Linked DNA regions of Mus musculus: regions 1, 2, 3, 4, 5 and 7 are each linked to region 6. Evidence: chromatin contacts called from public Hi-C, HiChIP or PLAC-seq and Micro-C data. All regions are on one chromosome and are shown on one strand. Each heading gives the region's core, a stretch centred on a gene start, on an enhancer-like site or on the middle of the called end of the contact. The rest is flanking DNA. Distances are from core to core; before and after follow the strand shown. Region 1 holds the start of Rnf2 (ring finger protein 2). Region 2 holds the start of Niban1 (niban apoptosis regulator 1). Region 3 holds the start of Apobec4 (apolipoprotein B mRNA editing enzyme, catalytic polypeptide-like 4 (putative)). Region 4 holds the start of Rgl1 (ral guanine nucleotide dissociation stimulator,-like 1). Region 5 holds the start of Ivns1abp (influenza virus NS1A binding protein). Region 6 holds the start of 1700025G04Rik (RIKEN cDNA 1700025G04 gene). Region 7 holds the start of Trmt1l (tRNA methyltransferase 1 like).

The links. Hi-C and Micro-C count contacts between places; a contact is called where the count stands out from the background. HiChIP or PLAC-seq counts read pairs in DNA pulled down with a chosen protein or histone mark.
Region 1: a Micro-C map of embryonic stem cells shows a contact between it and region 6, with 3 times the contacts expected there. The contact joins the promoter of Rnf2 here to the promoter of 1700025G04Rik in region 6. A contact is called at or near these places in 3 of 484 Hi-C or Micro-C datasets (all in embryonic stem cells) and 1 of 115 datasets of contacts at active chromatin or transcription factors (memory CD8 T cells).
Region 2: a contact with region 6 is called in a Micro-C map of embryonic stem cells, with 2.0 times the contacts expected there. The contact joins the promoter of Niban1 here to the promoter of 1700025G04Rik in region 6. A contact is called at or near these places in 1 of 39 promoter capture datasets (pre-B cells) and 3 of 484 Hi-C or Micro-C datasets (all in embryonic stem cells).
Region 3: an H3K4me3 HiChIP or PLAC-seq map of embryonic forebrain shows a contact between it and region 6, with 4 times the contacts expected there. The contact joins the promoter of Apobec4 here to the promoter of 1700025G04Rik in region 6. A contact is called at or near these places in 1 of 115 datasets of contacts at active chromatin or transcription factors (embryonic forebrain) and 1 of 9 other capture datasets (liver).
Region 4: a Hi-C map of cardiomyocytes shows a contact between it and region 6, with 2.3 times the contacts expected there. The contact joins the promoter of Rgl1 here to the promoter of 1700025G04Rik in region 6. A contact is called at or near these places in 2 of 484 Hi-C or Micro-C datasets (cardiomyocytes and embryonic stem cells) and 1 of 115 datasets of contacts at active chromatin or transcription factors (pancreatic cancer cells).
Region 5: a Micro-C map of embryonic stem cells shows a contact between it and region 6, with 4 times the contacts expected there. The contact joins the promoter of Ivns1abp here to the promoter of 1700025G04Rik in region 6. A contact is called at or near these places in 2 of 484 Hi-C or Micro-C datasets (CD8 T cells and embryonic stem cells) and 2 of 115 datasets of contacts at active chromatin or transcription factors (memory CD8 T cells and pancreatic cancer cells).
Region 7: an HNF4G HiChIP or PLAC-seq map of pancreatic cancer cells shows a contact between it and region 6. The contact joins the promoter of Trmt1l here to the promoter of 1700025G04Rik in region 6.

The regions. Positions count from the first base shown.
Region 1 is chr1:151,498,896-151,502,672 of GRCm38.p6, reverse strand. It overlaps Rnf2 (ring finger protein 2), which reads left to right and starts at 1,682. Exons shown (of 7, transcript NM_011277.3): 1 at 1,682-1,954.
Region 2 is chr1:151,569,290-151,572,774 of GRCm38.p6, reverse strand. It overlaps Niban1 (niban apoptosis regulator 1), which reads right to left and starts at 1,402. Exons shown (of 14, transcript NM_022018.3): 1 at 1,191-1,402. The coding sequence starts at 1,245.
Region 3 is chr1:152,748,500-152,752,103 of GRCm38.p6, reverse strand. Apobec4 (apolipoprotein B mRNA editing enzyme, catalytic polypeptide-like 4 (putative)) reads right to left here and starts at 1,553. Exons shown (of 2, transcript NM_001081197.1): 1 at 1,340-1,553. It also overlaps a transcript of Rgl1 not described here.
Region 4 is chr1:152,623,763-152,627,566 of GRCm38.p6, reverse strand. Rgl1 (ral guanine nucleotide dissociation stimulator,-like 1) reads left to right here and starts at 2,350. Exons shown (of 18, transcript NM_016846.4): 1 at 2,350-2,583; 2 at 3,639-3,749. The coding sequence starts at 2,557.
Region 5 is chr1:151,343,217-151,346,956 of GRCm38.p6, reverse strand. Ivns1abp (influenza virus NS1A binding protein) reads right to left here and starts at 2,459. Exons shown (of 15, transcript NM_054102.2): 1 at 2,202-2,459. It also overlaps the pseudogene Gm10138.
Region 6 is chr1:152,089,058-152,092,697 of GRCm38.p6, reverse strand. 1700025G04Rik (RIKEN cDNA 1700025G04 gene) reads left to right here and starts at 2,378. Exons shown (of 6, transcript NM_197990.3): 1 at 2,378-2,766.
Region 7 is chr1:151,426,166-151,429,812 of GRCm38.p6, reverse strand. It overlaps Trmt1l (tRNA methyltransferase 1 like), which reads right to left and starts at 1,271. Exons shown (of 15, transcript NM_026876.4): 1 at 711-1,271. The coding sequence starts at 936. It overlaps Swt1 (SWT1 RNA endoribonuclease homolog (S. cerevisiae)), which reads left to right and starts at 1,378. Exons shown (of 20, transcript NM_025819.4): 1 at 1,378-1,516.

The sequences.
Region 1 (3,777 bases), core at 433-2,932, 590 kb after region 6:
AGTCACACTGATTTGTTAGAAGTATCTTTGTACTAAAGGATTTTTAGCCCAAAGTCTAACTTTTTAAATAATTTTTAATCTAAATATCCCATACGTTTTCTTCTTTAAAGACAATCCTACTGTGACCCTTTAAATAGGATATTAGATTTACCTGTATCTTCTGTGCTCCCTATAAATGACGGCCTTCCTTAACACTGATTGACTGGCTTCAAGCAGTTACACATCACGATTTCCAGAAGCGTTTGAACTAGAGCAAAGAGTTCTCAATTATGAACATTCCGCTTTGATGGAAGGTCAGTGTTTCTGCTCCAGACTACCCGTCTCCAGAGGATGGAGGAACACAACACTCGGGGTTATTTTGGCTTTGATTCACATCCCGGGAAAAGTTTAACCTTGGGCTTTTTAAATTGCTAGAGTGGACAGTAAGTGTGAGCACCAATCCTGGTTGGTCACATCTGGGATTAACAAAACACCAAACAACTGAGCACACTCGTGAATGTTTTCTTGATTGGATCATTCAAGCCTTGAAGTCCCATCTGAACTCTTTGCCACACCTTCTGTGGTAGCATACAAAAAAGGAAGGGGTGAGTAGAAAGCTTTCGCCAGCAAGATCTGATGCTGAGACATTACTTTACTGATATTAAAAAACACTTCTTTGGATTCCAACATAGGCCAACGACCCGCTGACACAGCCAGCACCAAGGGCTTAAAACTACTAGGTTCTTCACCTTGTAGTTTGGAGACAGTACTGTTGGCTTAGACCACAGCCTGTAAGCCACTCTAATACCCACCCCACCTCTCTCTATATTGCATATACTTAATATCCCCCCTCTCTATATGCTGAATATATTTAATATATATGCATTCTATTAGTTGTTTCTATAGAAAACCCCGAATAATACAATAAGTAAGAAAATTTTAAGCCACAGAAAAGGAATTCCATAATAACGTTACTGGAAGCTATAAGCCACCTCGCCCAATTTCAGTGCAGTGCAAATTAAGTGCCTTCCCATTTATCATCTGCTATTCTTGATTATCCTTTCAAGAGACCATGACCAATGAAACATTTTGAAGTTAGGGAACTTTTTTTCCTACGTGTTACTTAAAAGTTAAATGCAGGAATTACCGAGTGACAACTTGCAGGCTATTTTTTTGGGTAGTGGTGGTGGTAATGACAACTATCTATGGCTACTTATATTTTCAAATTCAGAACACTGAAAGCGTCAAGGAGGTCGATATAAAGAGTAGCAAGGAGATCATTAGGGACGTACTAACAAGCGCCTATTTCCAGAGTTGAAGGTCACTTTCCTTAGATCTTGCTGGCTTTGTATGCCTTAGAGATCCAAAGTCCGGAAAGTTCTGCAGCAGAAACCCTGAGGATTTACTTGGGCTGGGATGACTACGAGGACGAGGACGAAGTCAGGGGCTGGAAGCCCAAATCGAAACCTCAGCAGCGGGAGGGAAGGCGCAACCTGTGGGCTCAGACAGGCCCAGAAAGGCTCCAGGACGGGGGAAACAGACAGAAAGAAGACGCCCAAGTCAGCAGGCGTTGGCTGGGGGCTGCGCCGGCGCTGGGGGCGTCTGGCGAGCTGTAGCCACGGGCGGGGGCGGAGCCAGGGCCAGGGTGTGGGCGTGGCCCGGCGGTCCGGGCCTGCACTAGGCACGCCCCTTCCCCTACGCCAGGGGCCTCCCCGCGCGGTGCGCGTCCGCGTCCCGCGCCTCCGCCTCCTCGCTCGCTCGCTCGCTCGCTCGCTCCTTCCCGCCCTCCCCGCAGCTCCGGCCGAGCCGGCTCCCCCCTCCCCAGTCTCTCATGAATATTGAGCGGCCCCTGTTGTATTTCCCGAGCTCCATTGCGGAAGCCGAGACTCGCCATATTGTGCGGCGGCGCCGGCGGTTGATTCTCGAGTCTCGCTCCGGCCACTGCCAGCGCACCCCCGGGCTGGGGCAGGAGCCGGTGAGCTAGGCAGGGAGGGGGATGGCGACGTCTGCGAGGGCGGCGGGCTGGGGCAGGGGCACCCGGAACGGGCCGCGGCCCGAGCGGCGGCGGGGCTGGGGGTGTGTGTGTGTGTGTGTGTCCGCGGCCGCGAGGGGCCGTGAGGCGATGGCGCCGCCGCCCCCGGCCGTTCGCTCCGCCGCTCGCGGCCCGCCCGGGAGGGCTCATTGTTCGCGGCCCGTGAGCACCGGGCTGGCGAAGCGTCCGGAGCCCTTCGGGGAAGCGCACCCGCGCGGCCCTGGGCTTACGGCGGCCGGGGCCTCGAGGGCGGCACCGGAGCGCTGGGAGAACTTAGCCCTGGGCTTGCTCGCGGGGCCCGGAGGTCGGCGCCGTGGGGGCGGGGAGGGGCGCTCCGGGCCGACAGCTCTCCTTTGGGACCTGGCACCGGGGTGGGCTCGGGATCCCCTCTCGGCCCCACATTCCTGGAGAGCCGCCGCCTGCCCCGGAGTATCTGTTGCCGCCTCCGCGAGCCACGGGCTCACCCTGGAGGCGGTGTTGGGGGAGGGGGCGACTCCGTGGGTTCGAGCTGCTTCGCGTTTTGACCCCGGGCTGTGTTTGCCGAAATCCTTGGTCCACTCCCTCTGCCTGTCGGCTCCCGAGTCCCGGCCCTTGTTAGAATCGTTTCCTCGCTTCAGAAGTCGCCTTCATACTCGCAGAGATATTGTTGTTGGTTTAAAAAAAAAAAAAAAAAAAAAGGTCGGTCTTGGAAACTTTGAGGTTCCTTTCTTTGCTTTTGCCCACCGGAACAGATTACCGATTCATGTCCCCGAAGCCCCGTTGGGTGTCTTTTTAAAGAAGCTGTCGGAAGTTTGTATGCCTTGTGACTTGTTGTGGAAATGTCAGACTTTCTACACGGTGTGTGAAAAAGCTTAGCTAGGCTTTTAAGTATTTGGTATGCGGTTATTTCTTTTGAAATAAAAAAAAAGGAAGGCATAGTGTCAAGTAATTTAAGCCATATTTTAATTAAAAGTACCATAAGTCATTTGCATTCAATTATTTTTTGATAGTTTCGAGATAATCAACTGGAGTACTTAGTGGAATTGGTATCTAATTATTTGTAATTGTTGAATATTTTAATAAAGCAAATGTCGGGTTTTGAGATTTATTTTATTTTTATTTATTTACTTTTGCAAGCGACCCATTCAGTATTTTGAGATTTATTTTATTTTTATTTATTTACTTTTGCCAGCGACCCATTCAGTATTGTCCAGGCAAGCTGGCCTCATACTCGATACTGAGTTTAAGGCAATCCTCCTGTCTCAGCTTCCCTGGTGACAAGATTATAGACATTCAACACAGCTGTCTTACATTTTGTGTCTTAAGTTGAACTTTTAACCTCTGATTTATAAAGAACTTAAACGGCAACAATATTACTCCTGGATATACCTCTTTGCCCTCTAAAATCTCTACTTGCTACAATCAACAGGTATCCTTTTTTAAAGACTTGATGGTAACATCTAATCTATTTAGTAAAATAACTGATAAATATATAACACTCCAGTTGTTAGGTATCACACCAAATATGGGTTTTTACTTTCTCCAAGTTTACTTATTTCTCTAAATCCCTCGTGTGGAAGGGACAGGGCAGTAGTTCAGATGAAGACTAAGTTGTAGACTTTAGACACATAGCTGACTTAGCTTTAGGAGTAGAGACAGGCCATCCTGGGCTACACAAAGAGCAGAGTGGGCTATGAGACTGTCTCACAAGCACAGACAAGGCAAAATCCAAGCCTCTAAAAGGAGACTTTATGATAGCCTTTATATTTGAAAAATAAGATAATGGT
Region 2 (3,485 bases), core at 153-2,652, 520 kb after region 6:
CTCCAGTTTGCAAGCATAACAAAGTAAAGGCTGCTCACTCTCTCCCTATCTATTCAGTATAGTACTGCAAGTTCTAGCCAGAGCAATAAGACAGCTAAAAATTATCAAGCGGATACAAATCGGAAAGGAAGAAGTCAAAGTATCGCTATTTTTGGATGATATCATAATATACATAAATGACCCCAAAATCTACCAGAGAACTCCTACAGCTGATAAATTCTGCAAAGTGGCTGCATATAAAATTAACTCAAAGAAATCAGTAGCCCTCCTTTAATACATACTTTTCAAAGTACTTGGGAAGCCAGGAGTGGGGCACTAAATTCATAGCTAGCTGAATGTCTGTGGCTGAGGGCAAGATTAGGGTGGGTGGGGTAAGAACCAAACACAACGAAAGATAAGAACTCTGGATTTCCTGCAGTTTCTGTGCCACCGAGTTTTGGTTTCTTCTGCCTGTCTCTCTCTTACTGAATCACTCCGTAGGTCAAGATCTCCTAAAAAGATGTTTCTCCCCATCTATAGCTTTAACAACTGTTGCAAAAACACTCCGAGCTTCCCCTTTTGTTTTCCTCCCTCTCAGGGGAAGGAAGGGAACCATCCAACCTGAAAAGGTAAAGATTTCATCCTTTCTGCTTCTGATGAAATCGCCCTGCAATTGGTGTGAAGTTCAGGAGAAGGTGTGGCCTGCGCTGCACTTTACAAAACCAGGCCAATATGACCCGGAGGGAAATTCTGATAGCCCAGGAACTCCCCACCACTACCACTAAGGAAATCTCAAAACTCGAGGGGATAACCCCAGTAAACCTCTAACCTTTGGAAATTACTCAGAGCCAAGTACAAACAAGAAAGATGTCTCCCCAGCAGGGAAGGAACAGATTCTGAGGCTGGAGGGGCACAGGGCGGGGGCAGGAGGGGTGGAGTGCGAGGGGGCACCAACAAAGTTCTCTCCAGCCACCCTGGGAGTACCTGCCTCTCACGTGTGTCCTGCATCATCCCGTCCCTACTCTCTACCCCACCTGAGTCGCGGGTGCTTGAAACAGGACACCGGGGCTCCGCTCCCGGAGGCGAGCGCAAGTCTAGGAGCCCAACGCCCGCCGGTAGCACCAGCTAGCCAGTGCTCCCTCGGAAGATCAGCGTGCAGGTGACCAGGCTAGCCCTGGCTCTGCGCCACCCTGCCGCCCTGGCCGCCGTACCTCGGATGTAGGCGCACTTGCCCTCGTCCAGCTGGCTGGAAGCTGAGCCGCCCATGGCCGCGGTGCTGCACGGGAGGCAGAGGACTGACACCAACTGCGCCTGCTGCTTGCCGCTGAAGGTGGATGTGTCAGGGAACTGGCTCTGTAATTAAAGGGCCAACTTCCTTGAGAGGCGTCGCCGGCCCGGGCGCCTCCTCCAGGCCCGCGCCCTCGGAAGATGTGTGGGCTGGCCCGGGGGCTGTCTTCCCGCCCTCGCTGCGCTGGAACCCCGGGGGCTGTCCTAGGAACTCCAGGGAGTAACCATAGTAAAAATACTTTCCTCCTTCTCGAGACTGACTTTTCACCAGTTTGGGGACAGCCCAGACCCATCGTGGAGGGAGTGGAGAGAGCGGACTTCTTCCATGTGACTGTAACTTCTCCCAGATGGAGATTTACAGTCCCACCAGGTGGAGGTCAGGAGCCCTTCCCCTTCCTGTTCTCCAGCCACCTGTCCACAGATCCCCCACTCCCATCCGCATCCCCACCTCCGGAATTCCCTTGCACGGAAGTATGGGAACCTTGGAGAGTCAAAGCTTCTTGTAACCAAGCACTTGGATTTGAGAGATGGGAACTGAAGGGGAAGCAGGGGAGAGAAATGGGAGAAGCCAAGGCCGGTTCCACACACTAAGTAAGCCCTGAACCTGCCTACGACTCCAGGGAGTCTGTCCTGACACCTTAACCTTCAAGTCTTCTTACCACGTGGTTTCTCGTATGCAAGGCCACTATCTCTTCAGCTTGGCCGCCTCAGGCAAGAACACCCTGGGCAGAGGGGTCATCCTGATTTCTTTCTGTTCTTAGTGGCCAGGAGTTTTACAATTCCTATCAACTTAACCAGGCCTAAAGAGGACTTTAAGGCTTCTCCACAGCTGCCTCTAAAGTTAATTCACCAGAACTTTAACACATATTTCTCACAGCTCACACACCGAGTCTCTCGCACCCTGTACACTAGATCATCAGTAAAATCCTGTCGAGTCTAATTTCAAAATATGTCCAACGTCCAGGGAATTCTTACCATCTCCACTGCCCTCGTTTCTCACATTAAGCCTCACAACAGTCTAACCCGGCTCCGGGCTTCAAAGGAAAAGCCAAGGGTCTATTATAGCCTGAGGGGTGGGGGGCTTCCCCTCTCATTTACCAGCGTTTCTGTCTCTGCTCTCTAGGTTCCAGCCCCTGCCCTGCTCGCTCCCCTATGCCAAGGTGAACCACTTGCTCAGTTTTCCTCTCTGGGTGCCTCATTCATTCAACTCTCACAGGCTAACATCTTCAGGCTCATGAACAGAGTGCTGCTAGTAGCATTCCTGGAGCTCTGGGTTTGCACCTCAGCATCTCACAAACAAGGTGTGCCAGTGCGTATCTGCAATTCCTGCACTCTGGGAGGCGAACGAACGCTGGAGGAGTGGGCTACATGGAGAGTCGGAGGCCAGCTTGAGCTACATGAAAAGCAGTATCAAAAAGAGAGAGAGAGAAAAAAAGAAAAAGAAAGGAGGAAGGAAATAAGGAGAATAAAAGGAAAGAAAAAAGAAAAGAGAAGAAAAGCTAACAACACCGAGAGACTTCGCCTGAACCCTCCCTAAACACCAGCCATGGTGGTGTGAGTGTTTACTCCCAGGACTCAGGAGGGACAGGCAGAGGCAGGCGAATCTCTGATTTCAAGGCCAGCCTGGTCTACAGAACAGGTTCCAGGACAGCTAGGGCTACACAGAGAAACAGTCTCAAAACAACAACAAACATACAAACAAACAAACAAAAAACCAACCAAACAAAAAAGTTTAAGGGCCTGCACTCAGTAAAAGCTGGGGTCTCAGTGACTACAGAGTGCTTCTGGGTAGCCACTCAATGATTTAAACCGCTCAGTGTTCAAATCTAAATTTGAGTTTAGAAACGTGACGTCTGATTTATCCTTCTTCTCTCTTTTGTGCAGTCACGGGTGGAAAGATTTGTGTGGAGTAGAATTAACACACTTATTACCTGGCAAATTCAGCTCCAAATCACTGGCTGTCATGTGACCCGGTCAGGTTACCTAACTCTCCTCTTGTGTTAGCTGGCTTTCCTCACTTTCCTTACTGAGGCTAATCTGCTTACAAGAATTAGTGTTTCTTTGGCCCACAGTTCAAAGGCTCAGACAAGGGCCTGGTGGGCACACTGCCTTCCAGCCTGTGTCTGACGATCTATCATGAGGTGCTTTTGGCTTTTGCTTTTATTTACTTATTTGGGTTTTCCCAGCCCACCCCACGGCTTGGTTCTGTGAGACAAGGC
Region 3 (3,604 bases), core at 304-2,803, 660 kb before region 6:
TGTGTGTGTGTGTGTGTGGGTTGGCTCTCCAGAACCAACATAAAAGCAGGGCAGCCTATTTGTAATCCTGGAGCTCAAGGGAGACAAGAGAATCCTGGGCAAGATGTCGTGCCAGACTAGCCAAAATGGCAGGCTCCGGGTTCTGTGATAGAGCCTGTCTCAGAAAACAAAGGTGGAGAGCAGTGGAGAAAGACAGTAGAGGTCAGCCTCGGGCCTCCACGTTCCTGTACGCACAGATGCAGACACACTCCACCACGTGCTCACACAGTATGAACAGGGCACACACGCTCGACACATGCACTTGGAACAGACAGAAGGAACAGTGATGCCCCCCAGCAATCGGAAGACCAACTGGTACAGGTGAGGTTTTCTCCTTTATGTATCAGTGTTTTGTTCCACAGAAGATAGGGAAAGTACCCTGAGGGCCTTTTCTGCCTTTGTTATTATTTTTTAAGCTGATGTGTGGAACTAAGAATATGTGACCTGAAACTGCCATGAGGAAATCATGAGGTCCTTAGTCTTTTACAATAAAGGCAGCAACATGAAACTCCTGATTACTCTCCCCAAAATATCCTTATTTCTACCCCACTCCTGCCTGTGTTTCAGCCTTAGGCAGACACGGCACATTACTGTCTGAAAGGTGATCTTTATGACCAATGGCCTTGGTATAAATGAGGGTGCCCTGGAGTCCCATTTTTCTTAATGTCTTTTCTGTGACAACTATCTGAGGTTCTCTACTGGAGCTTTCTCTTTTTCTAGTCTTCCTGGGCTGTCCTTTCGCCAGCATGCTCTGAGGGAGAGAGCGCCACTCCCTTTAAGCTTTTATAGAACTCAGGGTTTATTGTATGAATTTGTTATTGCTTAGTCTTAAGTCGATTATTTCTATTGTCAGTCACCTATCCAGGTGTCTCAGGGCTACCTCAGCAGCCTGCACTGGCTCACAAGTCAAGTGGGTTCTGGCTTGTGTCCCGGGCTACTTGTGTTACTACTGCCCCCTCCCCTGCCCCCATCGTTTTTGCCTGTGTTTGGTACATATATGTTGCCCTCTGAAGAGCAAGCAGATTTGTTGGTAGTAAGCATGAGAGATGTGGGGAGCCCAACTTGCTGAAGGACTTTCTTTCATTGACAGTGGTGAGTGGCCCTGGACTGGCCGAGGGAGGACACGCTTCCTCCGTTTAACACAAACGCACACACAATGAGGACAGACTGCTCCTGCTTCAGCTAGGAGTGCTGCTAAGGCACAGTTCGCACTGGAGTAGTTGGAGAGTGGAGTTTGCCCTTCCCAATCCGTGTGCAATCTGCTCAGAGCTAAAAACAACTGTTAGCGGTTTATAATTACCATCTTTGTCTCCAGGCTTGGCTCACACTGCAGGTGTTAGAGGCACTGGTTCTTTGTCTTCTTAAAGTCCCATGCCTTGCTTCACGTAGATTCAGAGGGCACCTGTGCCATCAAGACTCGTCTCGGATACCACAGCAGGAATCCTTTTCTGTTTCTATTAGTTCTTTTAATTTTTTCTGGTCCAGGTTAGTTCTTGCTGAGGTGTGGCTGCCTCTAAGAACACTGTTGAATTGGTGCCATGGCAACGTTTGGAAAGTAGCTACTGCTAGGATACGGCTCTGACACTTATTACTTTATTTGCATATCAAACCACCTGTTCCAAAGATGAAAATATACATGTCTGCATACTTATTCCAGCCTGGATAAAAGGGTGATATCTGGTTAAGTACATGCGTTGAGTTTTTTCCCCTTGTGACTGTAAGAATAAAACCTCAGGTCCTCTTCTCAGCATCTCTTTCACATGTAGACTAGAATCCAGGCTTAGTGTGTGGATAAGGTTTGGGACTCTCTTGTCTGTGCAGTAGCCAGGGAGATCTGCTTTTCTGTTCCCTGAGCTAAAGTGGCTTCAGCTAGAGATGAAGGAGAGCAAGTTTGGACCAACAGACCCTAAGTCCACAAAGGGACTTCTATCTATCTATCTATCTATCTATCTATCTATCTATCTATCTACCTATCTATTTTTGGTAACATTTAAAGAAAAGATTTATTTTATATGAGAGTTTTGCCCTGCTTATTTATATATGAATGCAGTACCTGAGGAAACTAGAAGAGTATGTGTGAGCTCCTGAAGCTGGAGTTACAAACGGTGTCGAGCCACCACCTGGGTGGTGGGAACTGGACTCAGGTCCTGTGCAAGAGCAAAAGTGCTTGTGACTGCTGAGCCATCTTCCCAGCCCCAGAGGGAGTGTTTGACTTTGTCTAAACACAAATCATGGGAAGTGACAGCTCTTTCCTTCCTCTCAGAAGTTCCCTGGGGAACCCATGCTACCTGTATGCGTGGCTCTGTTCACGTGAGACAAGCATTGCTTTTGGTGCAGCCCGGCCTTTCTCTCTTCATCCTTTCTCACTCTCTCACTGGCCTCGTCTTCCTGCTCCCCATTTCTCAGACTCAGGACACTGCTCGTTGTGATCCCTTGTTCTTCCTCAGGCTACTTGAATGAGTAAGTGCGGACTCGCTGTGTAGTCTATTAGTTACTAGGAACAGCTTTTAAGCATAAGCTCTGATTCCTCAGGGAGAATGGGCTCCCAGAGGCACCTCCTGTTTGCTGGTTTTGGTGTTACTTCCGTTGTTGTGCTTCCGTTGTCAGACTCTGGTGGCCGTTGTCAGCTGTCCTCTCCCAGCCACGGGGCTCCCTGGAGGCTGGCTGTGTTCTCTTGGGCTCTGTGTTTCCCAGGGTCTCTAGTGCACTAGTCCGTTCTCAGCTAATGGTGTTCAGTTGCTTTTCTGTGGCACATTCGCTGTTGGATCTCATCCTTCCCTACCTACCTTTTGCCTGAATCACGCCCTTCTTGGTTTTGCTGTTACGTCTGGAACATCTCCTCACGGAATTTACTCATGACTGAAAGTTGATTCTCATACTTCATCTCCTGCTTAGTTCTAACAGTGATACTCCACCATACAGTAATATATAAAAAGTTGTGTGTGGTGGTATATGCCTTTATTCCTAGCAGTTGGGGAACGGAATAAAGTCTGGCAGATGTCTGTGAGTTTGAGGCGAGCTTTGTATTGAGTTCTAGGCTAGCCAGGGCTAGTAAGATCTTATCTATTTTTTTTTTAAGTAAATCTAAAAAATGTGGTAGTTTTATAAGCTTTTGAGATATTATATAATAAAAAAAGGACTTGGCATGCCATAGGTCTAGTCAAGCAGGAAAAGGAGGAAACAAGCCCCACAGACTTGTTGGTCATCCTGTGTGTAGCATGCAACTTCAGTGGTGGGTTAGATACTCACTAAATCATGTCCTAAAGAATGTTAAACCAGGCTGGGCAGTGGTGGCGCATACCTTTAATCCCAGCACTTGGGAGGCAGAGGTAGGAGGATTTCTGAGTTCGAGGCCAGCCTGGTCTACAGAGTGAGTTCCAGGACAGCCAGGGCTACACAGAGAAACCCTGTCTCGAAAAACTAAAAAAAAAAAAAAAAAAAAAAGAATGTTAAGCCAGAAGCAGCAGCAAACATGCACCATGTAATACATCCACTTGTGTACTTGGGTGGTTTTAGGAAGCTCACTGATATTTAAAATATATATTAAATTTCTAATTATCACATA
Region 4 (3,804 bases), core at 1,101-3,600, 530 kb before region 6:
CAGCTTTACTTTTTTTCTTCCTGGATTAAAAGTGCTAAAGAAAAGAGGTTCACAGTTGAGTGTTCCTCTGCTCGGCTCCAGGGAGCACACTAAAGGAACAGCACAGACACTTCACTGCTAGACTTCCCCATCAGTCCCAGAGTCCCGAGCAGGCTCCAGCCCATCTTTATCCTTTTCTGTCCCCTGCAGCAGTGCACAGCATCCTGTGTTTGGGGCCTATCGCTCATTTTAAGTGAAATAGTTTAAAATAAGTGGAAAAAGCCCTTGTTGACTTCAACATTTGATAGTTCTAGATCATATAAGTCCAGCTATTTGGTTTTCATCTTTTTCTTTCCTTCGTAAAAGGATTGTGACAAAATCACACCTTCCCAGGAACAAACACAAATAATCATTCTTGGCATGTCTCTCTGGAGCTTGAATATAATTTGGAAGACATCATTTCAGATTTCTGTACATTGCAGACATGACAGCCTTTCATGGAGTTCCGGCCTACAGCTCCTAAGGGGGAAGGGCAGTAGGGAGAAAATGGAGCCTTCTGGACAGCTCTCCGTGCACTAGGTGACTTGCACATTTCTTTATTTAACCCTTTCTGAAATTCTGTGAGGTTTGTCCTACTTTGTAGCCAAGGAAGCAAATCGGAGGGAAGCCATGGAAATGTACTCTGACTTCCACTCTTAAGGCTGGGCTTGAAGGCTGGGCTTGAACTGGGTTCTGTTGTCATTCCCTTTACAGCCAGAACCCAAGTCAATAGGATGAGAAGAAGGGAGAGCTACAGCCTGAGAGGCTTGTGAGGCCCAAGCCACCTTTCCCAGGAATTTCTGGAGAAGAAACTGCTTTTGTGAAGAAGTTTTTCAACAGTCTTAAAACTTGCAGCACAGATTAGGTTACAGCGGTGGTGAAATTAACTGAAGTGTTGCTCATCTGTCCTGGGCTGCCTCTTGAGGTCTTCAGAATCACCAAGGAGACTCATCTAGGTGTGACCTGGGGCCCTGAGGCAGATAAGAAGCCTGAGGTAGGGCCGCCACATGTTTTCCCTCTGGCTCCTGGGACACTCTGTTCTGAGTACTGAGCACAGCAGAAGGAATGTGTGTGTGTGTGTGTGTGTGTGTGTGTGTGTGTGTGTGTGTGTATGTGTGTTTAATATTTAAATTATAGAAACATCCACTTTGGTTGTAAAAGATCATTCTCTCTACAGTCTTGAACTCCTGAAGCATGGGTCTTTATGAGGAGCGTTTGACTGACTTGAAGACATCCTTCAGTGTGCAGAGATCCTTTGCTTGCTTGGTGTAGCCTCTGTCATTTCTGATGCCCTTCTGGAGACATCAGTGCACTGATTGCCTAACTTTTCAGCTCATGGTATATTCAGTACTAACCAAAGCTCAGCACAGCAATCTGGAGGAGGTCCTTTTCAGTTTGACATGTGTAAAACATGACATTTTTGTAATTGGTGTGGAGTTCTGACAGGTACAGTTTGGCTACCTGACTATGGGCTATCTCTTGCTGTTGATTTATTGAAACTAGATCTTTTAAAGTGTAATGTATTGTCCCCCACAGACTATTGTGTTAAGATAAAATTCTTTTCAGCATTGTCCTTTGAAAGGCTTTCCCTACAGTGATTATCCCTCTGTGTCCCCACAGTGCACACCCCCCATGGCTACTCACAGAGGCTCCAGAAACCCCTAGGACCACTTATGGCCTCTGTCACAAACTGTCAGATCCTGCAAAACTCTCTGCTCTCACCAGCAGTAGCCAGTAAGCCTTATCAGACTGGGTGGTGGAGTTGATGCATGCCTGTAATCTCAGCACTCAAGAGACAGAGGCAGGAGGATTGCCAGAAAAGTTCTAAGTGTTCAAGGCTAGCCAGGACCACCTTTTGTTTAAAAAAAAGAAAAAAAAAGCAAGAAAGCCACAAACAAGAGTGGGCAGTAGGAACAAGTCCAGGCAGTTGCAGGTGCGGGGCAGGGTAGAGCCGCTGGGCACGGTTTTTAGATACCCAGATAGCTTTTGACTTTATCCTAATGAAAATCTTCCCCCCAAATCGAGGGGACTCTGATTTAATTGCTGTAAATTCCAAATAGCAAGCAGATCACACAAGAATCCCTAATCCCTAACAGTTTCCTTCAGTAAAGCAGACGGAGGCTGCGCACATGTCCCATGGCACACATGGTTCTATTTTGTCACCTGGTGGCCACCAGGAAACCCCGATGAAGCGGTCTACTTGAAAGCATCGTTTCCCCACCACTCTGAGCTGGAGAAACGATTGCTTGCTCCCTTGATCCGCGGGGCTTCCGAAAGGGAGAGTGCGCTCACAAGCACAAACAGGAAAGCCTGACATCACGGAGCGGCGGGGAGGAGTCTGCTGCCGCGGGCTCCCGGGCTGCCTGCTCGCTGGCCGGCGCTCCTTTGTGGCCCGGTCGCGCGCGGCGGCGGCGGCGGCAGTCGGGCAGCAAGGCGCGTGGGAAGCGCGGGGACCCGGAGCCGGGCCAGAGAGACGCCCCGACCGCCTCGGAGCAGGGCGCACCATGCAGCGTCCGTGTGCCGGAAAGAAAACTGAGAATGAAATTACTTTGGCAAGCTAAAATGGTAACGCCAGCTCCCCGCCTTCCCCTGACGCTTCTCTGCTGGGGGACTCGTCCCATCTCCCGCTTTCTCGGGCCGGGTTGTTGGAGCACTGTCTAACTGATCAGAGCCACCCGGACCCCACTCTCTAAGAGGAGCTTTCTCATTCTGCTTTGTGTCCTTCCCCTCTCTGTGCCTCTTCTCCCTAGAAACGATGCCTGTGTTCTCAGGCATCGCCTGCGGGGTGTCTGGGACAGGCAGATGCGTGTCAGGAGAGCAGAACTTGGAAAGGACAGAACTCAGTCTGGGGGAGCGGCGCCGCGCTCTGCTTCCCAGCGGCAGCCCTTTAACACAGATCCGAGGTTTAGCTGGCGACATGGCTATCCAGGGGGTCGCTGTGTAAATTTCAGTGGAAGCTGCATGAAGATGTTTTGCTTTCTCGGCACTTGCCAGAGGGGCTTTTCTTTTCTTTTCTTTTCTTTTCTTTTCTTTTCTTTTCTTTTCCTTTTTTCTTTCTGGAAATAAAAACTTTCCATACCCCACATAACTTTTTTTTGGGTTTCAAAATAGTAAGAGGAGAAAAAGAGGTACAACTTCACTTCCCAAAGAGGGCTCTTGGTATTAAAACACTTGTTTGAGGGAGTTTAACATCGACATTGCTCAAATGTTTGTGTACTTTGAGAAGTATAAACTCTTGTTTTTGCAAATGAGTTATTTTTTCCTTTCACTTAAGTGGACAGAGTTGATCAGGACTAAACCACAGTTTCCTTAAGAAGGAAAAAAAAAAACTTGAAAAGATGATTTAAGATACGTGGCTAGGTTAGGAAAAGTAACTGACCAGAGAAGGGAGAAGTCGGAGGCTCCTGATACCGCAGGAAAAGGCTGCCAGCCAAGAAAATCTCAGCCTTGCCTATTGCAGGGTGTCCTGTGTTGCTCTGTTTGGAGGATTTACTCAAAGGCTTGGAGAGCCTTTGTAAGCAGGGAAGCAGCTGGGATAGATTGTGGTTAGCCAAGGGGGAAGAAAACAACAACACACACTACGACCCTCTTTTTCTTTCTTTTTATCCTGTCCCTGGCAGAGCTCGATTCAGGACTGGGGTGAAGAGGTAGAGGAAGGAGCTGTTTACCATGTCACCCTCAAAAGAGTCCAGATTCAACAGGCGGCCAATAAAGGAGCGAGATGGCTAGGGGTGAGTAGCGCTTCCGAGATCTTGAACTTTGGAACAGTGTCTTTGCTCTTCTGTG
Region 5 (3,740 bases), core at 1,210-3,709, 750 kb after region 6:
AGCACAGAGTCCAGAAACTGTGGCTGTTTTGGTTTCAATAGAAGGTAGACTGCAGGATGCACATGGTACACGGTGAAGCGGAAATTACCAACTTATTTTAAGGTTTAAACAATGCTAAGTATGGAGACCAGATGAAGGTTTGACAAAAGGGTGTTAGAGAAGGTGTGGTGGGGGCATGCCTGGAAAGAACATGGAGACATTTAATGAAGATTAGACACACCCATGCTGACTTGGTCTTCAACTAAGGCGCTGAGTGAGGGCTGAAGGCATCTTAACATGGGCGCACCACTATCAACATGCCACTTTTAGAATAAGAAAGAAAAAAGAAGCAAGACTGGGATGTTCTAATGCTGAGGTACTTTTGGATATCCAGGCTGACATCAGAAGTGTAAAGAGTACTGTTACAGGGCTAGAAACATTAACACAGTGGTAACTGAACCAGAAATCACTCCAATAATACTTTTAACACCAACAGAAGGTAGGAATATGCTCAACCTTCAAAAATTCCTACCTGCAGCATCTGACTATACCATCAAACTGCTAAAAAGCTAGAAAACAAAAACAAACAAACAAAAACCCAACCAAACAAACGAACAAAAACAACAAAAAACCCTCTGGGGTAAGTCACATTAATATCACTGGCCAAGACAGTCAAGAAACTTTTTTGAAAAACTAAATTTATATGGCACTTAAAACATCCAAACAAGAAATGCAAAAACAAGGTCAACCTCCCACCAATAACTAAAATAAAGCGTGAAATGCTGTCTTTGGAAAAGACAAAGTTAGAAGGCAACTATAAATTAAGACAAAGGCTACAGAAATGGGAATCTATTAATTAACTCAAGATTTCACTAATTAGGAAATCAAAAGAAAGCCACCCCAGGCCTCCCTGCAAGGAAGCCACCAAAGTGTGGGTTTGATATAATGCCTGCTAGGTGGCATTACAGCATATTGGTTTCAATCCAGTTCTACCCAGTCAATGTTTACATCCAGGCTTACAAATAAGTCCTTTAACATTTTAAAGATATTAAAGACTTAGCAGGATTCAACCTGAAACTATTTTCTTAGTTATTTTTTTCCTAAGTCAACCACTGGTGTTAAAATTAAAGAAAATATGGCTAAGGTGATTTAGTCCGTGCGGCTTGTGTGCTCTTACTTCCAGAGCTATGGTGTATTGCCAAAACAGGAGACCACAACAAAACTCCTAAGAACTTGATATCTGGGTGTTCTAACCTCCACTACTGACAGACATTAAACAAAACGTTGCCTTTTAGGCCGTCCGACTTCTTTTTGATCGAAATGTTTGCTCTCCGGAATCATTTATCTGCAACTTATTGAGGGAAAGGCGGAAATATTTCTCAAATTTGTGTGTGTGTGTGTACAGATTTCCTTACGTTAATCTCCACTCTGACACTCCCCGGTGTCTTATCAACGAGGTCCTTTACCCAAAAATAGAAAAAAAAAAAAAAAGGTGATCGGACGAAAAGCCTGCTCTCCACCTATTTCTTTCAGAGAACATGGAGCCTGTGCCCCGGCGCGCCGGGGACCCCGCGCTGCAAGGCCTGGGGCGCGCTCTCGGCGGGTACAGCGAGGCACCCGCACACCCCCGGCCGCGATTGGCCGCGATTGGCCGGCGGCGCAGTCACTCAGAGCTGACACGTCAGGGCAGCCGCTCCCTCGCTCCTCCCGCCTCCTTTTCCCCGCGCTTGGCAAGAAAAGCGGGCAACGTGGAGCTCGAACAAAGGACCCCGTGGTCCACGGCGACCAGGGACTCCGTGCCACCCCACGCCTAACCCCTGGAACCGATGCGCTCTGAGGGCGGCTCTGTGTCCCCACGCGCCGGCCGCGGGGAGTCTTAGCCCGGAGAGCCCCAAACCGCAGCCGGCACCTCGCTCCTGACAGCGGGAAACGATGTCTACAGTCCTCGGTGGCCGCCGCTCTCATCCGGCGGGTCATCCCTCCTAGTCCTCCGCCGGGCCAGGTCCCGGGGACCCTCCGTCACCCAGCGCGGAAGCCTGACGATCCCCGCCCCGGCGGAGGAAGGTCCGGGACCACCGCGCTCTTCCCCCGCCAGCCGGCAACCGAGCCGAATGCGGAGCCCCGCGATGCCCGTGTCTCCCGGGACAGCGGGACGCTCCGCACCACCACCATCTTCCCACCCCGCCCTCTCCCTCCCGCGGCGCCCGCGTACAGCGCGTTACCTGGGTCATCTCTGAAGAGATGGCGAAATTCATCTCCAGAGCTTCGACGGGCTGCAGGCGGAAGGCGCTGGAAGGGGCTCGGGGCGACCGGGCGGGAGGCTGCGGGCTGAGGAAGACCAGTGGGTACTCGCGGGAACTCGCTCGCCGCCACGACGCGCCCAGCACCTCCGAGCGACTGACCGACCTCCACGCGCGTCCCGAACACACTGCCACCGCCGCCGCCGCCGCGCGCGCTCGCGCCGCACTCCCTCGCACGTCACCACGTGCGCTGCCGCCAACGCCTCCCGGCCGCTTCCGGCTCTGATGCCTGAGCGAATCACAGGCGAGCTCCCGGGAAGATCCCGCTCTGAGGCTCCGCCCCCGGACAGGGCCCCGCCCACCTCATAGCTCTTTTCCTCAACCGCCCCCTCCTTCCTTCTCGGCTCAACTAGGTCAGCGCAAGGTGATCCGGGAGAGCGGGGCGGCGGGGACCGCTCCTCCTGTTACTTATCGAGCGCGCGCTCCCTCCCGAGCCTCACACCCTCGCTTCGCCCTTTTTTTTCCACTGTCCAGGAACTGGTTCCCTCCTTCCTCTTCCACCTGCCCTACCTTCTCCAGAGATCCGACGTGGCGATTAGAGTTCTCAGCGTCACACTGACTTCTAGGCAACTAGCCTAGACTGGAGCTGCGTGTTGTGGGAACCCCGCGGCAGTAGTTGAGCATCAGGCTCTTACCTTGGAGGTGGAGGGGTGAGAAGAATGGAGGAAGAAGGGATAAGTCAGAGGAGGGCCTGAACAACTAGCCCCTCTATTGGCCTGCTTTGGGTGAGCATTCAGTGAGTGTGTTTAAAAAAAAAAAAAAAAAAAAAAAAGGTGAAAGAGATATTATCGGTGTGCCATAAAATGCGTGTTCACTTCTACTTTTTGTCCCCCTCTGGTATCAGTTCCTGATGTCTCGACTTCTTTGGACAAAGAAAAGTAGCTTGGGGAATTGTTAGTCCCTATCTCTACCCCCTGGGGCCTTTTAACCCAGGAGCCAAGCCCAGTCATCCACCCACCTTGCCCCTAGGAGGCAGGCAGTTGTTTAGGTCAAATGTGATTTAAGCTGGGCTCCACTTCTTCATATGACTCTGAAGCACATGCTGGGAAGTTTCCTTGATTGAAGATGAGGGGATTTGGTGAGATTATATCCAAAGGTCTATAAAGTATACACATAATCGAGTTAGGTAAAGGTTTCCAGATTAATGCTTATACTGGTTTATAGAGGGCGCTTACACAGTCTAGACCTGACTTTGATCATCCCGCTTAATTTGTAGCCATTTCTTGGAGCTCTTTGACAATGCTTCCTACCCTTCTTTAATGTGTTAGCGGGTAGGAAATAGAAATTGGGAGGGGGGTCTTCATTACTTTTAAAAAATAAGATCTTGTGGCCAGGAGACGTTTCTTTTTTGTTGTTGTTTCACAAAAGGAGGAAGTAGAAACTGAGCTGTCAGCTAGTATGATTATGTGTCTTAGAGAAACTGGCATTTGCCGTCCAGCTTTTCTCTTTGATAGCACATTA
Region 6 (3,640 bases), core at 1,129-3,628:
ATTTAGCTGAGTTTTTCACATTAAAAAAAATTCACAGCCTGGTGTGGTGTGGTGGCGCATCCCAGAAATTCCAGCACTTAGGAAGAAGAGGTTGGGAGATAGAAAGTCAAGGTCAACGGTCAACATACAATACTGTCACTCAAAACAACAAAATCATAAGGAATGTGTAATACCTTGGCTAATTTGCAAACTAGCTTTAAAAGTTCACAGAATGGGTGGGCTTTCTCAGGACATGTATGAAGTGCTTGCTCTGTGGCCTCTGAGGTGAAGAACAGAGTATATGGTCTTCAGTGTTCTTGATGTGAAAATGTTCCTATGACACACACATTCACCTGCACATTGGATATTGTTCATTTTCATTTTATCACCAGTGAAACTTTGGGGACATGCCCTAAACACTCCCAGAGAATGGTTGACTACTTTTCAATAAACTCAACAGCAATTCCCACCCTTCTTCAAGAAAAAAAAATGTTACAAAGGGGAAAACGCATGCTAAATTTGAGGTTAACATATATTGAAAGTGACCACTCTTGTTTATTTACTTATGCTAGCCATGAAGTGCCACCTGTTTGTGTTCTTCTTGCTTTCCTAGCAAGCTTACAAGGAAGAGATTATGAATTCCACTTCATAGAATGAAAAACTGACTAAAACTTCTACAAGCACTTTCCCTTCTTAACCTCTTCCTTTCGAGGGGCTAGGCGACAAATACAGATTACAGAAAGAAAAATAAACTAAAATATAGGTACGTTATAAAAGAAAAAGGCAATCCAGTTGAGTTTCACGAACAATGTAATATTAGCCTTTGATGTTGAAAAAGAGAGGGAAAAGAATTTAAGACCTGGGGTGGTGGTGCACGCCTTTAATCCCAGGACTGGGAGGCAGAGGCAGGGGGATTTCTGAGTTTGAGGCCAACCTGGTCTCCAGAGTGAGTTCCAGGACAGCCAGGGTTATACAGAGAAACCCTGTCTCGAAAACAAACAAAACAAAACAAAAACCAACAACAGCAACAAAAAGAATTGAATTTAAAAATGAAGAGGCCAACTTTCCAGACACTTAATGGGTGGGTTTTTAGCTTATTTCATTAAGCCAACTTATGAATTTGCTTTTCAATTAAGTGTCATATTACTGTCACAGCTGTGTCTTTTTCTGTCTTCCAACTTCATCCTGGCTGAATGTGGGAAGTGATTCTGCTGTGTGTGTGTGTAATCGGTGAGGTCTGGGGAGGATCTTTTACCACCATTGTTTCCATGGGTGTCCTCGCTCTGGGGGCCTGGCATTCCTCAGGAGTCTAAGGCAATGAAGGAGCAGTGAAGCGCGCAGAAGAGGCACAAAAGAGCCGCAAAGGCTATCAGTGTAGAAAGATCAATTCAGTGTGCACACGAAAGGCCCAGTATGCCTGGGATGAGGAAAAAAATATGCCTTCCTAAAGTGAAGGAAACTGGTTGCCCTGTGGGGGTCCACAAAGAACTGGCCCTCTGGCCAGGGACGATCTTTTTAGGTCCTTTATCAATCTCTCAGCTGGCGCGGCCTCGCCCCTTCTGTCCACAGAGGCTTGGGAGGGTGGGGAAAGCAGAGCAGGGCATCCGCATCTTTCCTCGGCAGGTTTCAGCTTTTTCTAAGTCGCAGAAGCGTCTTCCTTCTTTCATCTTGCAGGCGCTGCAGCTGGGAGACAAGGTGGAGACGCTCAGAGGTGGGTCTCCCGGCCTTGGCTGCGGCTGGCTCTTCCCGGCGGCCAGGGAGGGGTAGGGCGAGGCTGTGCAGCCTTCCCGAGTTAGCTCCAAGCAGCCACAACCCCTCTGTGCGTCCCAGAGCTGTCGATCTGCCTGACAGACTTCTCCTCTCCCGGTTCCTGCCTCAATCCTAGTGAAGCCTCTGTCGGCACCCACACCATCAACCAAGTGACAGGTCCCTGGAAGGCCAGGCAGGATACAGCCTTCCTATCTGGGTCTGTCCTCCAGTTTGCACGGGTGCGCGCGAAATCACACACACACACACCACACACACCCGCCACACAGACCCACAGTCCGCCCTTCCTGCAGAGCACACACCACACACACACACACACACACACACACACACGCACACACACAACTCGCCCTCCCTGCAGCACGCGTGTGCATGCACACACTAAGCTCGCTCCTCTTTTCCCTACAGCACACACACGCACGCACGCACGCACACACAGGCCGACAGACAGACACAAGCGAGCCCACCCTTCTCCCTCCCCGCAGCCCTGGCTGCCCAGCCCCTCTTCCCCGAGCGCCGCGCCCGGCGGCCTCCGCAGGCCCCGCCCCGGGGGAGGAGAGCGGGCCGCGCGCGGGAGCCGGGCAGGGGAGGGGACGGGCGGCGGGGGAGTGTCTGGCTGCCCCCGCCCCTCGAGTGAGCGCCTGGGCGCGGAGGTCCCCTCCCTCCTCGCTCCGAGTCTGCCAGCTCCCGCTCGCTCCCTGCCCACTCCCGGGGGGCCGTTCCGTGGCGCGGCCGCCGCGGCCACCGCTTCTTTCACACTTTAGTTGCCGCGAGCCGCGCGCCGCGCTCAGTGACTGGAGAGAGCTGGCCGCGCGCCGCCTTCCCGCACGCACGCACGCGGGCCCGGCTCCGGGGTTTTCGGCTTTTACTCCAGGCGGCGGGGAGGAGGGGGAGCCCCGGCCACACTGTAGGGAGGAGGAAGAGGAGGACGTGGAGGAGGGAGGAAGAGAAGAGGCGAGGAGGCCAGGGGCGGGGGGCGGGGGGCTTGCCACCTTCAGCCCCCCCCCGCGAGCGCCCAAGGTAAGCGGGGGCCACCTCCGGCGCGCTGGGCATCCCGGGTGGGCGAGGAGGGAGGCCTGCGGGGTGTCTGCCGAAGGGATGGGAGCCGCGATCCCGGTGCTGCCGGCGCTCTTCTCTGGCTGGGGCTGCCGCTGCGGGGCTGCTGGGGCTGCTCGCTGCAAGGGACCGGAGCCAGGCTGGGGGAGTTGGAGGGGGGCGTCTGCTTGCAGGGTGGAGGGGTTGGGATGCGGTTAGGGCTGCTGACGACTTTCGTCACATCGAGGCCTGGGTGGCTGGTGTGAGACACCCCTCCCTTCCCACCCGCACCCCGCGCCGCCCTCAGCCTTCCTGCTCTTCTCTAGCTTTGCCTGTAGCCACTGTTACTTTGCAAGCAGGAGCTGGGAAGGAAAAAAAAAGACACCCAAATTTAGAATCTTTGGCTAAGTCTCCAAGTCCCTTCCCTCGTTCCCACTGATGGATGCGTTTGTGTGGGGGATATGATCCCCGAGATTTCTGAAGTTTTGACCTTTTTGGGGTGGCTTGTTTTCTGTACATCTGCTTGTCTTCCTGGGTGTATTTATTATTCGTGCCCTTGCGCGGCAGCCGGAGGGTGCTTGGTTGTATTACATGAGCAGATTCCTTTCCACCTCTGCAGGCAGTTCGAGAAGTGCCGCGGCGGCTGGGCTGCCTTTGCTGCTTAATGTCCTTCCCTATCATCCGCCCTGCCCCCTCCCTCCAGAGAGAGATATTTTTTATACCCCTCTGTCATGTGTGTGTGGGAGAAGTCCTTAGGCCGAAGAGCTTTCATCGCCCATTCATTCCTCTTGCGAAGGCTCTGAATGGCTCAGGCATGTTGATAACATTTGGGGGGTGCCTATCTTTGCCTGTGGAGTTG
Region 7 (3,647 bases), core at 22-2,521, 660 kb after region 6:
CAAAACTCGTTGAATTTTTTTTTTTTAGGCCCGCTGTGCAAAATGTTAAGAAGATCCTTAAAATGCTAATAATTATCAGTCTTATGTTTCTTATATGAACCGAAAAACCACCACTCGGAACATGTATAAACACATTCAGAAAATAAAAATATGGGCTATACGTTTTCACGATCGTTGTCCTTTGGAATGAAGTACAAAGCTCAATTAGTATTTGGCAGATACAAGAGACGGAGTTTCTATTCTCGGGAGCAAAGTATACTCCAGCAATGAGACAAATCCATCAGTGTGTATAAGTCCTGACTGAAAAATGCTTTCAGTTTCTCAATCTTGATCTACTACTACCTTAGTACCTCCATTACTGTAACACAGTGGAAAGTTTTAAAACTATTGTAGACTGGGTTGAGATGGAAACTACTAAAGACACTAACGGACACAGCCACTAATTTCATTGTTTATTTTTCTCTGCCTCACGCCTGGCCTTCATATATCCTTCAGGATGATATCCTCGAGGTTTATGGAAGAAGTATCCCTTTCCATGCTGTATTCCTTTTACTCTTACCTGCCGCTCTGGTTCCTCCTCCTCCTCCCATTTTTCTAAATTTGCCTTTCCACATTAAAAAAAACACCCTGGAGAAGGGCCTCCCCTATTCCCCAGCGAGGCATGGTTTCTCGCTTCTCTGCGGCAGAGAGATCAGGCCGTCTGCACTTACTGCTTTCAGCCTCCTCGGGGACAGAGGCTAGGGACGGGGACAGGGCCGGAGCCGGGGCCGGGGCAAGGGCTGGGGCTGGATCCGAGTCCGGCGTCGGAGCCGAGTCCAGAGCCGTATCTGCGGCCGGAGCTGGGACCGGAGCCGAATCCGGGGCCCGGGTCGGGACCCTGACCTGGGCCTCCTCCTTCTCCTGGGGTAGCAGCTCCTCCTCCGCCATATTCTCCATAGTTACGGCCTCCGAGCCAGGGGACGCGGAGGGGACTCGCGGCGGAGTGGGTTAATAGACGTTAATGCACACAGGGCTGGATCCAAGGGCGGGGAAGCAATTGGGAAGGCTGTACGCGTGCCACAGACAAACGGCGGAGCTCCAGTGACCCAACCCTGTCAGCAGAAAAACTGAAAGCCAGAGGCAGCGGTTCGACCCTTCGCCGGCTTCCCCTTCCCCGAGGCGTTACGACGCCACCACAGACTGCGCAGAAGCGTGTGGCGGACAGTGTCCAATGAGGAAAAAGAGTTCCGTTTCCTCGGTACGTCCTCTGCATCACTGGCCGCCACCGAACCGAAATAAGACTACAACACCCAGGAGGCATCGCGCCTCATGGGCGGTGCTCAGTTCCGGTCCTTGGAGGAAACACACACAGAGCGCCGAGAACTCTAGAATTGCCTGGAGCGTTCGGCTCCTGGCGGGGGTCCGAGTACAGAACTACATTTCCCAGTGTGCAGCGGGCTCTGGGAAGGCGCTTTGGGTGTCCGACTGGTCCGGGGAATCGCCACTGTCGCTGTGGCTGCTGCTGCCGCGGACTCAGGTAAGTTAGGGTATTCCGGGCGCGTGGACATCTCTCTGGGCGACAGCTTTTCACTGCTGGCCTCCTGTACCCGGACGTCGGTCGGGCTCGGGACCCGCGAGCTGAGGTCTGGGCCGGGCGACTGCGGGGGCTGGTCGGAGGTCGGCCGGCTCGTGGAGTGTGTGGCCGGGTTGCTCCAGCTGGACCTGAGGCGGTGGGGGGACCGATGGCGGCTTGTGTGGGGGTGGGCCGAGGCAGTTTATGAATCCCAGAAGCACTTTTCTGTCAGCCCCCTGAGGTAGAGTCCTGACTCCGCTCTCCACAACTTTCCCCCCCACAACTTGCGACCCGGACGCTCTTCACTTTTTCAATTTTGCCTCTAGGTTAAGGATAGCAGAATAGGCGCGGTGTGGTTGTAGGAGATTGTTTTGCAGTTTTGACCTGTTTTGTTTTGTTTTTTTTTAGGCTTTTACTAACAAATGTATCACTTTGATGCATTTCAGATTCTCTAAGGAATATGGCCAGGGAATCCTCTGCGCCTCAAGTTTTATAAATATATATATCCTGGACTTGTTTATCACCGAAGTCTTATTTGTTCTCTTCACTTTATTTCTAATAAGCACACTGGAGCAGACTGGAAAAACAAAACAAAAACAACCCAAATTGATCTTTCTTTCAGGTTGCCTGCTTCGGACTGTCTTGAGCGTTTAAGGCAAGAGGGGAGGTTCTCAGGTTTTTTTCCTCTGTTGGGAAACCATAGGAGACGGTGTGTGATTGTTTGTTACTTTGAAATGCTGTCTGGAAGTTTTGCTCTCTCATTGTCCTTCCTAGTTGGAGTGTTTGAAGGTGTTTTTCCTTCCCCAGTTTAACGTAAACTTTGTCCCCACCAGTCTTTTGCAAGTTCTAAAGCCCTTAAGGGCTACGAATGTACTTATCTCAGTGGTAAAGTATTTGCTTAGCTCCTTAGCTTAAAGGTCAGAAGCCTGGCCCCACAAGACGACTGAAGGCCTTTTAACCGCTTTTGGACTAGGATTCCTATGTGGGGAGTTAACTATTTAACGATTAAAAGTGAGACAATAGCACCTATTACAACCTGTAGAAATGGTAACTAGGACCAGAGAGATTGTTCAGTGGTTTAGGTCACCTGCTTTTCTTGCGGAAGACTCTTATCAGTTCCCAGCCATCCACTTGACAGATGGAAACCATCTGTAACTCCAGGTCCCAGGGATTTGATGCCCTCACAGAGACTTGAATGCAGACAAAACACATAAAGCACATAAATACATAATATATTAAAAAAAAAGAAATGGTATTATTTTTAATTGACAGAACACCTCACCCCACCTCACCCCTCCCTCTGCCTTTGGTATTCATAACAGGCACTGTGTCTTAGCTCTAAATGACATCCTTAGTACTTGTAGTACTTGTTTTTTTTTTTTTCCCATTTATAAAAAGAGTAAATGATTAATTTGAGAGCTTGACTCAATATTTTAACCTTATTTAACACCAGCTAGAAAACAGATGACAACAATTTAATGTTAGCATGGGGATTCTGTGGCAGTTTAAATTCAGAATTTCTAAGCATGAGGGAATTTTCAGTTTAAAGGCTTAGGAGAGTATATTAAGCATCAGTTGCATTACTGCATAAGCTATCTTATATTTTTGTTTGTTTGTTTTTTCACATCAAGGTTTCTCTGTGTAGCCCTGGCTGTCTTGGAACTCACTCTGTAGACCAGGCTGGCCTTGAACTCAGAAAAACAGCCTGCCTCTGCCTCCCAAGTGCTGGGATTAAAGGCGTGCGCCACCACGCCCGGCCCTGTTAAGCAACAATAAAAATAATTTCAACAGTTTTTGTGGACCAGGAATTAAAAATGAACTTCCTGGCTGTATTAGGATTTGGGTCTTTAACGACGATATACTGAAGCTACCTGGTAGATCCACTGTTGTCAGGTAAAGACTTGACATGGGTCAGCTTCAAAGTTACTCACATGCCAGAAACTTGATTTTGGTTGCTGGACTATTTGAGTGACTGTGTTGTGGAAATGTCAGTGAAATAAACCCTCCTCAAGTTGCTTTTAATCATGGTTTTTATTATAGCAATAGAAATCCTAGCTAATATATACCATGCAGTGGCTTTGATTATACGGGTTAG